Linked DNA regions of Danio rerio: region 2 is linked to region 1. A link is a contact called in public HiCAR-type data. All regions are on one chromosome and are shown on one strand. Each heading gives the region's core, a stretch centred on a gene start, on an enhancer-like site or on the middle of the called end of the contact. The rest is flanking DNA. Distances are from core to core; before and after follow the strand shown. Region 1 overlaps ddx1 (DEAD (Asp-Glu-Ala-Asp) box helicase 1). Region 2 overlaps LOC137488668 (a long non-coding RNA gene).

What was found. HiCAR-type assays count read pairs that join an accessible place to other places.
Region 2: a contact with region 1 is called in a HiCAR-type map of caudal fin, with 11 times the contacts expected there. The contact joins two enhancer-like sites. A contact is called at or near these places in 4 of 18 Hi-C or Micro-C datasets (caudal fin, embryo, hematopoietic stem cells and 1 more) and 1 of 4 datasets of contacts at active chromatin or transcription factors (caudal fin).

Annotation. Positions count from the first base shown.
Region 1 is chr20:36,055,139-36,060,083 of GRCz12tu, forward strand. It overlaps ddx1 (DEAD (Asp-Glu-Ala-Asp) box helicase 1), which reads left to right. Exons shown (of 26, transcript NM_001197324.1): 24 at 1-87; 25 at 165-285; 26 at 370-526. The coding sequence ends at 500. Among named protein-coding and RNA genes, the nearest start is that of ddx1, 16 kb to the left of the region's middle. Within about 2 kb of position 2,238, at least 26 of the 62 cell types and tissues checked have an H3K27ac peak or open chromatin away from gene starts, as enhancers often do.
Region 2 is chr20:36,285,670-36,290,533 of GRCz12tu, forward strand. LOC137488668 (a long non-coding RNA gene) reads right to left here. Exons shown (of 3, transcript XR_012395903.1): 2 at 637-751. Among named protein-coding and RNA genes, the nearest start is that of smek1, 67 kb to the right of the region's middle. Within about 2 kb of position 2,837, at least 7 of the 62 cell types and tissues checked have an H3K27ac peak or open chromatin away from gene starts, as enhancers often do.

The DNA of each region.
Region 1 (4,945 bases), core at 988-3,487:
CATGTTTGTGCCAGCAGAGGAAAAGGCTGCTATAACACCAGACTCAAAGAGAATGGAGGCTGCACTATTTGGTACAATGAAAAAGAGGTGAGAATTGTAAGCATGCCTAAGATCGCACAAACAAATGAACTTTTTATACTTAGGATTTTTTTCCCAATTTGTAGTTGTTGTCAGATATCGAGGAGCATCTGAAATGCACTATTACTCAGTGTGAACCTGACATTAAAGTACCTGTGGATGAATTTGATGGTAAAGTGACGTACGGCCAGCGCAGGGCCACAGGAGGTGAGTTTCTTTCTGATGTCCTTGTTTATAGGGCAGTTTCTTAATGTCTGTCACTCAACTCTGTTTCTCATACACATACACCAGGTGGTCTTTACAAGGGCCATGTGGATATTTTGGCCCCGACCGTACAGGAACTGGCCAACCTGGAGAGAGAGGCTCAAACTTCCTTCCTTCATCTGGGTTATCTACCCAACCAGCTCTTTAAAGCCTTCTAAAACAGCAATTGCACATGTCATGCTAAAGCAACTGCAATTGAAGACACTAGATGTCTAGAACTTGCCAATGGCTTACATAGTAAATGTAATTAATTTTCTTTTTTTTTTTTTTTTTTTTTGGTTCATGTGGTTTGATAACAAATGAATTGCTTGTGCACTTATTGGCAGTGTTTTGTTATGTTTTCTCCAAAGCATTTGTGTTCTGGTCATGCAAGTGGTCAAATAAATTTAAACAGCATACGCTTCTGTTTTCTTCAGTTATTGTTTGACATCTTCTTAATAGCCGAAACAACTTAGGTGATTCTTCAGCTTTAGAAAGTGACAATTAAATTGACTGCCTCTTGTCTTTAATGAAGAAACATAGACAATCTGAAGTTGATCTGGTTTCATTTTGTGTATTTTTATTTAGGAAGGAAAAGAATTATAAAAAATAAATTATCTGACGCATCATTTTAACACTCAAAATGCATTCAGATTAATTTTGATCTGGAAGTATATTTAAATTTCTCTCAACTGCAAAGGGAACAATGTACATGATGCTCCAAATTTTAATTTGTAAAGTTTTTTTACTATGTTTTTTAAAAGAAATATAATAATTTGAAACCAAACATGGTGTGTTTGGGTCATTTTTGAGCCTAGGTATGTATGGAGTACCATTAGGTGGGGAAACATATCCTTGTTTATTAACTATGAAGTTATATTAGTTAAATATTTAAATAAAATATATTTAGCTAGATTTCTTTTTTTTTCATATCTTACACTTGTGGGCCTATGGATCAACCACCACTCTCTGAAATTGAGTTTATTTATTTATTTTTTTAATTATATTTCTTTACAATTTTTGAGAGAAATATTCACATTATGTTGTTTTATTAGAAACGCACATGTAGGATTTATAAATTTGGCCTGCTTTTCGGAAATTCTGAGATTTTAAATTAAATAAAGGTAAATATAATTCCCTAAAATTCAACTTGTTATAATTATTAATTTTCTTCTTGACAAATGTATGTACATTTTGAATTCATAATGAAGGATCAGAGGTAAATAATTTATCAATGCTGTATATTATACTGGCTTTTGTGCAACTATCCTGTCAAATGCTTTACTTCTATGCAGTTCCTCAGACCGACACTAGGTGTCATTATTGTCTTAATAAGGAGACACTCGTTCTTTGTACCCCCGAGGCGTCTGCTGTACGGTTCATGTCATGAGCACTGCACTTTTATTTTTACTAGAACGAAGACCAAAAGGAGGCAATGAAGTTAAATGCCATTAATAATACAAAATGGCATCACTGTACTCGCAGTAACCCGGCACGCATGTGTTATTACAGACTGCAGTTTGGACTCAAATCACACACACACACACACACAGAAGGACGTCTCTCTGTAATTATACCCAAACTAACAGCAGTGCTCGTAAACAGCCCTGCATTTTAAACTAATCCACACAAGACCACACACACCTCAACTTACATTCCTACCTAAAATTTGATTATATAATAGTTACTTATGGATCCATGCAACATCGTGGAGCCTGCAAATGCAAAACTGATCAAGTTTCTGTTTAGAAAACTTTCAACGCCAAGTCGCCAACTTTAAGTAACAAATGATCTTTTCAAAAGTTATATATAGCGCTTCTGTCTGCTCTTCACCTCTCTTTTATGTTATGTAACTACAGTAGCTGTGTGTATGTGTGTCTACGTGTGTGCGTGTGTGTGTGTTTCCACTCCTAAGCATCTTAGGGAGCAAATGGTTTCCAGCTGCCAGAGCGTGCGTCTTATTTCCAGTGGTGAACCAGTGACACTACATACGTTTGTCTGCCTTTTACTCATTTCCTAAACCCTGCAGTCTCACACTTAACCCGTTCAACATGCTACTCGACAGACTAATGACTCTTCAGACAGATAATATCGCGTTTTCCCACGTATGAAGGCCATTTTCTTTACATAAATGGTAAAAAGGTGGAAAGAACAAAGATTAGATAGTGTAATATTGTAACCAGAGGCCCACAGAAGACTAAAATGGCTCCACATGGGATCCTTGCTTCTTACTTTCTTCAGTATATAGGGTTTGTGCAAGTATCTACTGAAGTCATTTATGCACTTTAAATTGACATATTATGATTTAATATTAAGCTAGAGCTTTGTAGAAACTCAATGGACTCAATTAAGTGTCCATTAATGACTGAGTGTGCCCAGCACTGTCCACCTCCCATACCAGAAATGCTAGCAATATACAAACAGATTACATTGGTGCCGTGACCCAAACATGACTGTGAGTGTGATGGAGACCAGTCAGTAAAAACTTTCCAGGCCTTAAGAGGTGCAATAACGACTGATCTTGTAGGTGGGTTCAGTATAAGCGAAAGTAAAGCCAGCTTTAAATAGGCAGGTCAGCTCCAAATGAGTGGGACTGAAGCTTTAAATAAATTTCCTGGGGATTTTGATTGATTTATTTAAAGTTTTGTGCTTGGCATGTCCAACTTGTTGTCTTTTATTAATGTATTCACAACTGTAAACCTTCCCTTTGCTGTAATTAAAAAACAGTAACTATTGTAGTACATTGTCACAAAAATTATCCTTGATGTCTGCATGTCCAGTTGCCGCAGCTCCCCACACCCTTAAACCAACCTACCTGCCACGTAAGTCCTACCCAATCATAGGTAATTTATGATTTTCTTTTTAATTTATAAGAGTTGTAACGAAACTATGCTTAAGACAGTTACACCACAGGTAGTTAGGTAGATTTAGCAAAAAAAAAAATTTATAGGAAAAATATTTAGAACAAGAGGTCAATGGAAGGCAAAAAAAAAATGTTGTAATCATGCAGTGCATTTTAAATTTTGTCCTAGTTTGTGTTTCTGCCTTGGTGCAGTTACAAGGTGAGCTGCATGCAATGGTTTTTAATTTGTACCCCTAACCCTACCCTAGTGCATTCTGTCTGACATCTCTAATATAAGCATTTTTAGCTTGCAAATCCAAGTCTGCATCTAGATACTTTTGCCCACACCAGTAACTGCTGCTAGAGGATGCTGTCTTCTGGAAAAGCCAGTTCAGTTCCCACTAAGAATGAGGGGATTAGAACCAGTGGGTGACATTGGTGCTGTGACCTGGACTAGTGTAATGGAGACCTGTGTAGATAAACCTTACTCTTTAGGTCTCAAGAATCACATTAGTTACTTGGGAGGCTGCAATGCATTCTTGTTAGTGTGCCTGCTTCCCATGCGAGTAGAATTAGGCAAGGCAAGGCAATCTTTATTTATAGAGCACAATTTTATACAATCGCAGTTGATCCAAAGTGCTTTACAATGAGATGAATTATTTAAGAATATAAAAAAATAAAACTTGTATAAAAATTTAAGAAAAGGAAATATATGTATATATGTAATACTAAAATACAGTATAAAAATTACATGTATGAGTCACTCAAAGGCAAGGGGGTAAAAATATGTCTTCAAGTTAGATTTAAAAGTATCCAAGGATGGAGAAATCCTGATGTTCAATGGGAGACTGTTCCATAGTCTTGGGGCTGCAACACAGAAAGCTCGATCACCTTTTGATTTGCAGAAAGACCGAGGGCAAATTAAAGGGTTACATTGGTACAATAATAAAAAACGTGATGTTTAAGATGGTTAGTGTAATGGAGAACAAAGTAAGCGCTGTGTGAGAAAACATCTCTCCCGAGGCCTCAAGTGGTACTAGTGGCTGACACATGAGGCTACGGTCTTATGCATTCTCATTAGATCATCTACCTCCCATGTCAAAAATGCCAGTTAGATTCCAATTTAAAAAATTGGAGGTTGAACCAAAGGGTAACGTTGTTGCAGTGCCCCAGATGGGAGTGAATTTTAGGGAAACTGGTGTAGCGGAGAACAGAAAAGTTTGGGTAAAACCCATTCCCTTGTCCTCAAGTTGCACTCTAATGTTAGACTGGTGCTAGAGGCTGCTGTCTTCTGAAAAAGACAGTTCAATTCCTACTTAGAATTGGGGAATTAGAACCAGTGTGTGACATTGGGGCTGTGACCTGGACTAGTGTAATGGAGACTAGCTAGTGCAGGTACACCTTTCTCTTTTGGTCTCATAAACCACATTATTTACTTAAGAGGCTGCAATCTGTTCCATACTAATTAGTGTGCCTGCTTCCCATGCGGGAAACTTTTATTTGAATCATGCTTGATGGGTGAGAAGAATTAAAGAGTTACATTGGTGCATTAATAGAAACGTGGGGTTTAAGATGGTTAGTGTAATGGAGAACAAAGTAAGAGCTGTGTGAGAAAACATCTCTCCTGAGGCAACATGGGGTACAAGTGACAGACACATGAGGCTAGGGTCTTATGCATTCTCATTAGATCATCTACCTCCCATGTCAAAAATGCCAGTTAGTTCCTCATTTGGAAAAGGGCAGGTTGAACCAAAGGGTAACGTTGTTGAGTTTCCCAGTTGG
Region 2 (4,864 bases), core at 1,587-4,086, 230 kb after region 1:
GAGCTTCAAAGTTTTTGCCTTCCATAGCAAACAATATGCAAACATGCAAACATAAGGAAAACATGCAAACTCCACACAGAAATGCCAATTGACCCAGCTGGGACTTGAACCAGCGACCATCTTGCTGTGAGGCAACAGTGCTAACCACTGAGCCACCGTGTCACCCAATATGAATCAGTATGAGATCACATTATTTCCTAATACCATGCTATCGCACAATTCATTTTTCTTCAATACTGCACAGCCTTATTTTAAACTCATCTGAACAAGAAACGGATCTATAGGTGAATTCGAAAAACTGTCATTCATTAATCCCAACCAGTGCTATCAAAAATCCAAAAAAAAAAAAAAGAGCAAAAACGCTGCAAAAGCCACATAAAAATCACCGTCCTGGTAACTCTCTTAAATCGAATTAAGACATGTGAAATAATCCTATTTTAGTAGGACATGAACATGCTTAATGTATAAAGTGTAAACATATGAATGTAGCTATGGTTATATGTCATATAGAACTATGTGACATAAAAATCTTAAGAAGAAAGAAAGGAGGAAGAGAGAGATGACAGGAGGTTAAAAGGATTTAAGGGCGACAGCTGCTGAAACTTTGTAATCCAGCCATGAGATGATGTCACTCACACTGGCGGGACGAGTCAAGGTCAAGCAGGCCGAGGTCACAGGTTCGAGACGGGACGTTTCTTCAGCTGTCTGTCTGTCTGTCTGTCTGTCTGTCTGTCTGAGGAAAAGAGGGATGCTGAGAGAGAGAGAGAGAGAGAGAGAGAGAGAGATTTTATGAAACAAATGGTTTCATCAACATATGGGAGTTTTCTTAAGGTCAAGGGTGAAGCTGCCGACCCTGAAGCCCAGTCTGTTGGTGTGTCTGTGCGTTTACGACGTTTCGCTTTAAAAGTTCACTTGTAAACTTTAATGATCCTTTACTGCTGCTGTTCTGCCTCATTGCAATAATGTGTCTAATTAGGGATTTGTTTAAATATTAACTCGCAGATCTTTCTCAACTGACACATTTATGTCCTTTAGCCTTCAAAGAGCCAAGCAATGATATTGCAGGAGGTGATATATGCTTTTATGGAATATGTAATAAATGTATACATACTAGGTCAAAGATAAAAGGAGGTTTTCAAGCATGAAATCGATTAAAGTGTAATATAGCTTCAAGCTCTGACCATTGAGCGGGGGTTTATAGTTCTATTTGTTGATATTGTTTATCTTATTGGGATATTGTGTTGATGTTTTTGGGATGTGATTTGCATTCTCCTGTCCAGAGACTGCAGATGAAGTTTAGCTACAGTTGAAATCAGAATTATTAAACCACCCTAAATTATCGGCCCTTCTGTTTATTTTTTCCCCAATTTCGTTTTTTCAGCACATTTCTAAACATAACAGTTTTAATAACTCATTTCGAATAAATTATTTTTTTTATCTTTGCCACAATGACAGCAAATAATATTTTACTAAATATTTATTATGACACTTCTATAAAGCTTAAAGTGACATTTAAAGGCTTAACTAGGTTAATTAGGTTAACTAGGCAGGTTGGGGTAATTAAGCAAGTTATTGTATAATGATGATTTGTTCTGTAGACTATCAAAAAAATATATAGCATGAAAGGGCTAATGAAATAAAATAAAATAGAAAGTATAAAAATATATATATATATATATATATATATATATATATATATATATATATATATATATATATATATATATATATATATATATAATAAATATAAAATAAAAAATAAAATAAACCAAAATATCACAAAATATAAAATAAAAATATTAAATATGAAATATAAAATAAAAAATAAAATAACAATATAAAATAAAATATCAAATGTAATATAATATCAAACAACAAATAAAGTAAAATATAAAATAAAAAATTAAATAAAATATAAAATACAGAAAAAATTAAAAAACACTGGTTTTCAGCCATTTTAAGCCAGATCTTTTTAAATTATGTACAAAATATATTGTTTTATATTTATTTTACACTATGATAAGCATATGTCAGGATAAGCATGATGTTTCATTTTAGAATTGTTTTATATATGTATTACTTATTTAATTCTACTCATAAATTTTGAAATTTTATTACAAAAAAAAAAGTTATTTACTAATTATTTAACTTGTGTGAAATTACTTAATATTGTCATCAATAAGATTTCCGCACTAAAAAGTATAACATAAATTTGTAACTTACATCTTCTTTTTACATTAATTTACATCATAAAACATCTATTTTAGAAAATCGCTCAGAAAAAAAATAAAGTAATACCGATACCATTTCAGTGCATGAGATTAAAGCCCAAATCAGGCTTCACGTGTGAGGTGACGACTTGAATCATGAAGCGCAATTGTAAAGCGCTTCCTCCACTTCCCCCTTTCCTCTTCCCAAGAGTGCAACAAAACATCATTGCAGAGGTCTTAATCCATTCCCTCAGGGGGCTGCTAATTAATTATTTGTTAATGACTTGAGGGAGTTCACAATGACACTCCAGTCGAGACGCTGAGATGTTTGCTGGGTGTAGAGGAAGGGAAGGGGGAGGTTTTTGGCAGACAGATTAACCAGGTTTTGGATTCACTGAACCAGGTGTTTTTTCGGGCCTCGACCAAGAGCTTTTTTGTGTGTGTGATTGCTTTACTAGTTTTTGGAGGCGTGTGACGGTCATTCTTGAAAATGGATCTGCGGCCTCCTAAAGAGTGAAGGTTCAACCTTTTCCTCTCTTGATCCCTGGTTTCTTTCCTGTTCCTCTAATAAAGGGCTGAAGTGTGCGGAGACGTGAAGGGTTTTTTTGGACACCCTGCTGGTTTATGGGCCACCCCTGCCAGACACTTTGACAGGTCAAAATGTTGCACACCAGGGTCAAGAGGAGAACAGGCCTCAGAACTGTGAGTGAATAACACGTGTTTTAAAGAATATAAAGGTTCAGTAGTGACTGACTCCCTCATTACAGAATAGTTGAACTAATGAATGACATTAAAACTTCTGTTATTGATGACATCGATTTTAATAAAACATATATGTCATGGTTTTTCAAAGCAATGTTTTTTTCAAATGCATGTAAAGGTTTATGTGTATTTGTGATCTGTTTTCTTATATTTATAATGTTTCTGACATGTTTTATTTTTTCTATAATTTTGTATAACCTCTGGACAACTGTGTTTCTGTTATTCTTGTATCTCGTATCTTGTGTAAAGAGCTTTGAAAAGTAAGTTTTAAAGGTGCTATATAAAATAAATGATTAGGGTTGTACTAGTTATTTGCTCAGCAGCCCAAACTATTCGACGTAGTCTTCAGAGGTCAGATTTGGTAGCAGTTATTGAAGTGCAGAGAACCGATTCAATGATGGACAATAGAGTCATCCACTAAAGGTGAAAGAAGTTCTGGTACAGTAATTGAATAATCAAATGTGATGTAAAATGTTAAATAACACTGCAGTCTTCATTGTTGATCAACTATAATTCCCAACTCAACATTGTGGATACTCATGATGTGAACTATTGCGAGTGCACACACTGCGATATCGATGCTGAAACGATATATTGTGCAGCCCCAGTTTATACAATATCTTTCATTAAAGTTATTATTTTTGGTGCTTTTTTATTGTAACTTTTGTAATTTTTAACAGCCTTTATTGGACATTTTTAATTATTTAATCCTCTCTTTTTGTTGTACATTAATTTTATGAATTTTACGCCAAGTTTTGATCATTTATTTAACTTTTTAAAATTAATTAGCTTTTATTTTTTATATTTTCAATTGTAGGTTAACTATAGGTATTTTAAACATTAATATCTATAGTTATTATTCTAATTCTTAATAATAGTATATTTTTTCAGTTTTAGTTTCATCATTTTTTTTAGAATCTTAGAACAAAAATTGATACATATTTATTTTATTTACTACAATATTAGTTTTACTTTAAGAATACAGCTGATTTTCAGCCAGTCTCCCAGTATGCAGAAAAGAGAATAGAGATACACTGAAGGCATTAATATCTGGGTTACATAATTCAACCTTCAAGCTGGGGGAGCAGTGTGACCTTGAAACAAAGCATGCAGACACACACACATATGTCTGTGCACAGATTCACCCTCCAGATCCCAGACCGCTGAAGCCCTGCAGACACTGAACAGACTGATTTATTCTGCTTGTAACAATGCAGGTCACTTGACCACACCTCTCTCTCTCTCATCTCAGATGATCATCATTCCTCTACAACTGAGCTCCTCCCTCTTTTTCTGTGACAGTATTTTACTCCTTATCATCACACTGTGCAACTGTTACTGTCCTTCAACAACATTACTAGACTGTGCATTTGTAATGTACAGTCTGGAGGCATATGATTACAATATATGATGCAGTACAGTACAGCAAAGCTAAATCATAAGACAATTCTCTGAGGTGTTTGATCAAAAGATGGACATAGGAGCTAGGTAATTTCTATAATGCTAAAATTCCAATGATCAAGTTAACTAAATGTTAACCTTATAACGATTTTTCTCACCCAAAGGAAAATGTCTTTACTGTAAAAAAAAAAAAAAGCTTGTAGAATTTAAAGCATGAATGATAATTTAATAGAAGCATTTATATATGGAACCAGATCAGTCTCAAAAATAAGACGTTTACAAAATAAAATTTCTACATGCACAGCTTAATTCACATTTACAAAATTCAATTTGTAAGTTCAAAACACAATTCAAATACACACAATTCCAAATCATAAATTTAAGACACGATTCATAAAAACAAAAATACGATTCGTAAATTCTAAACACAGTAAGTAAATACACAAATCCAAATTATAAGCTCAAAACACGATTCATAAATACACAAATCC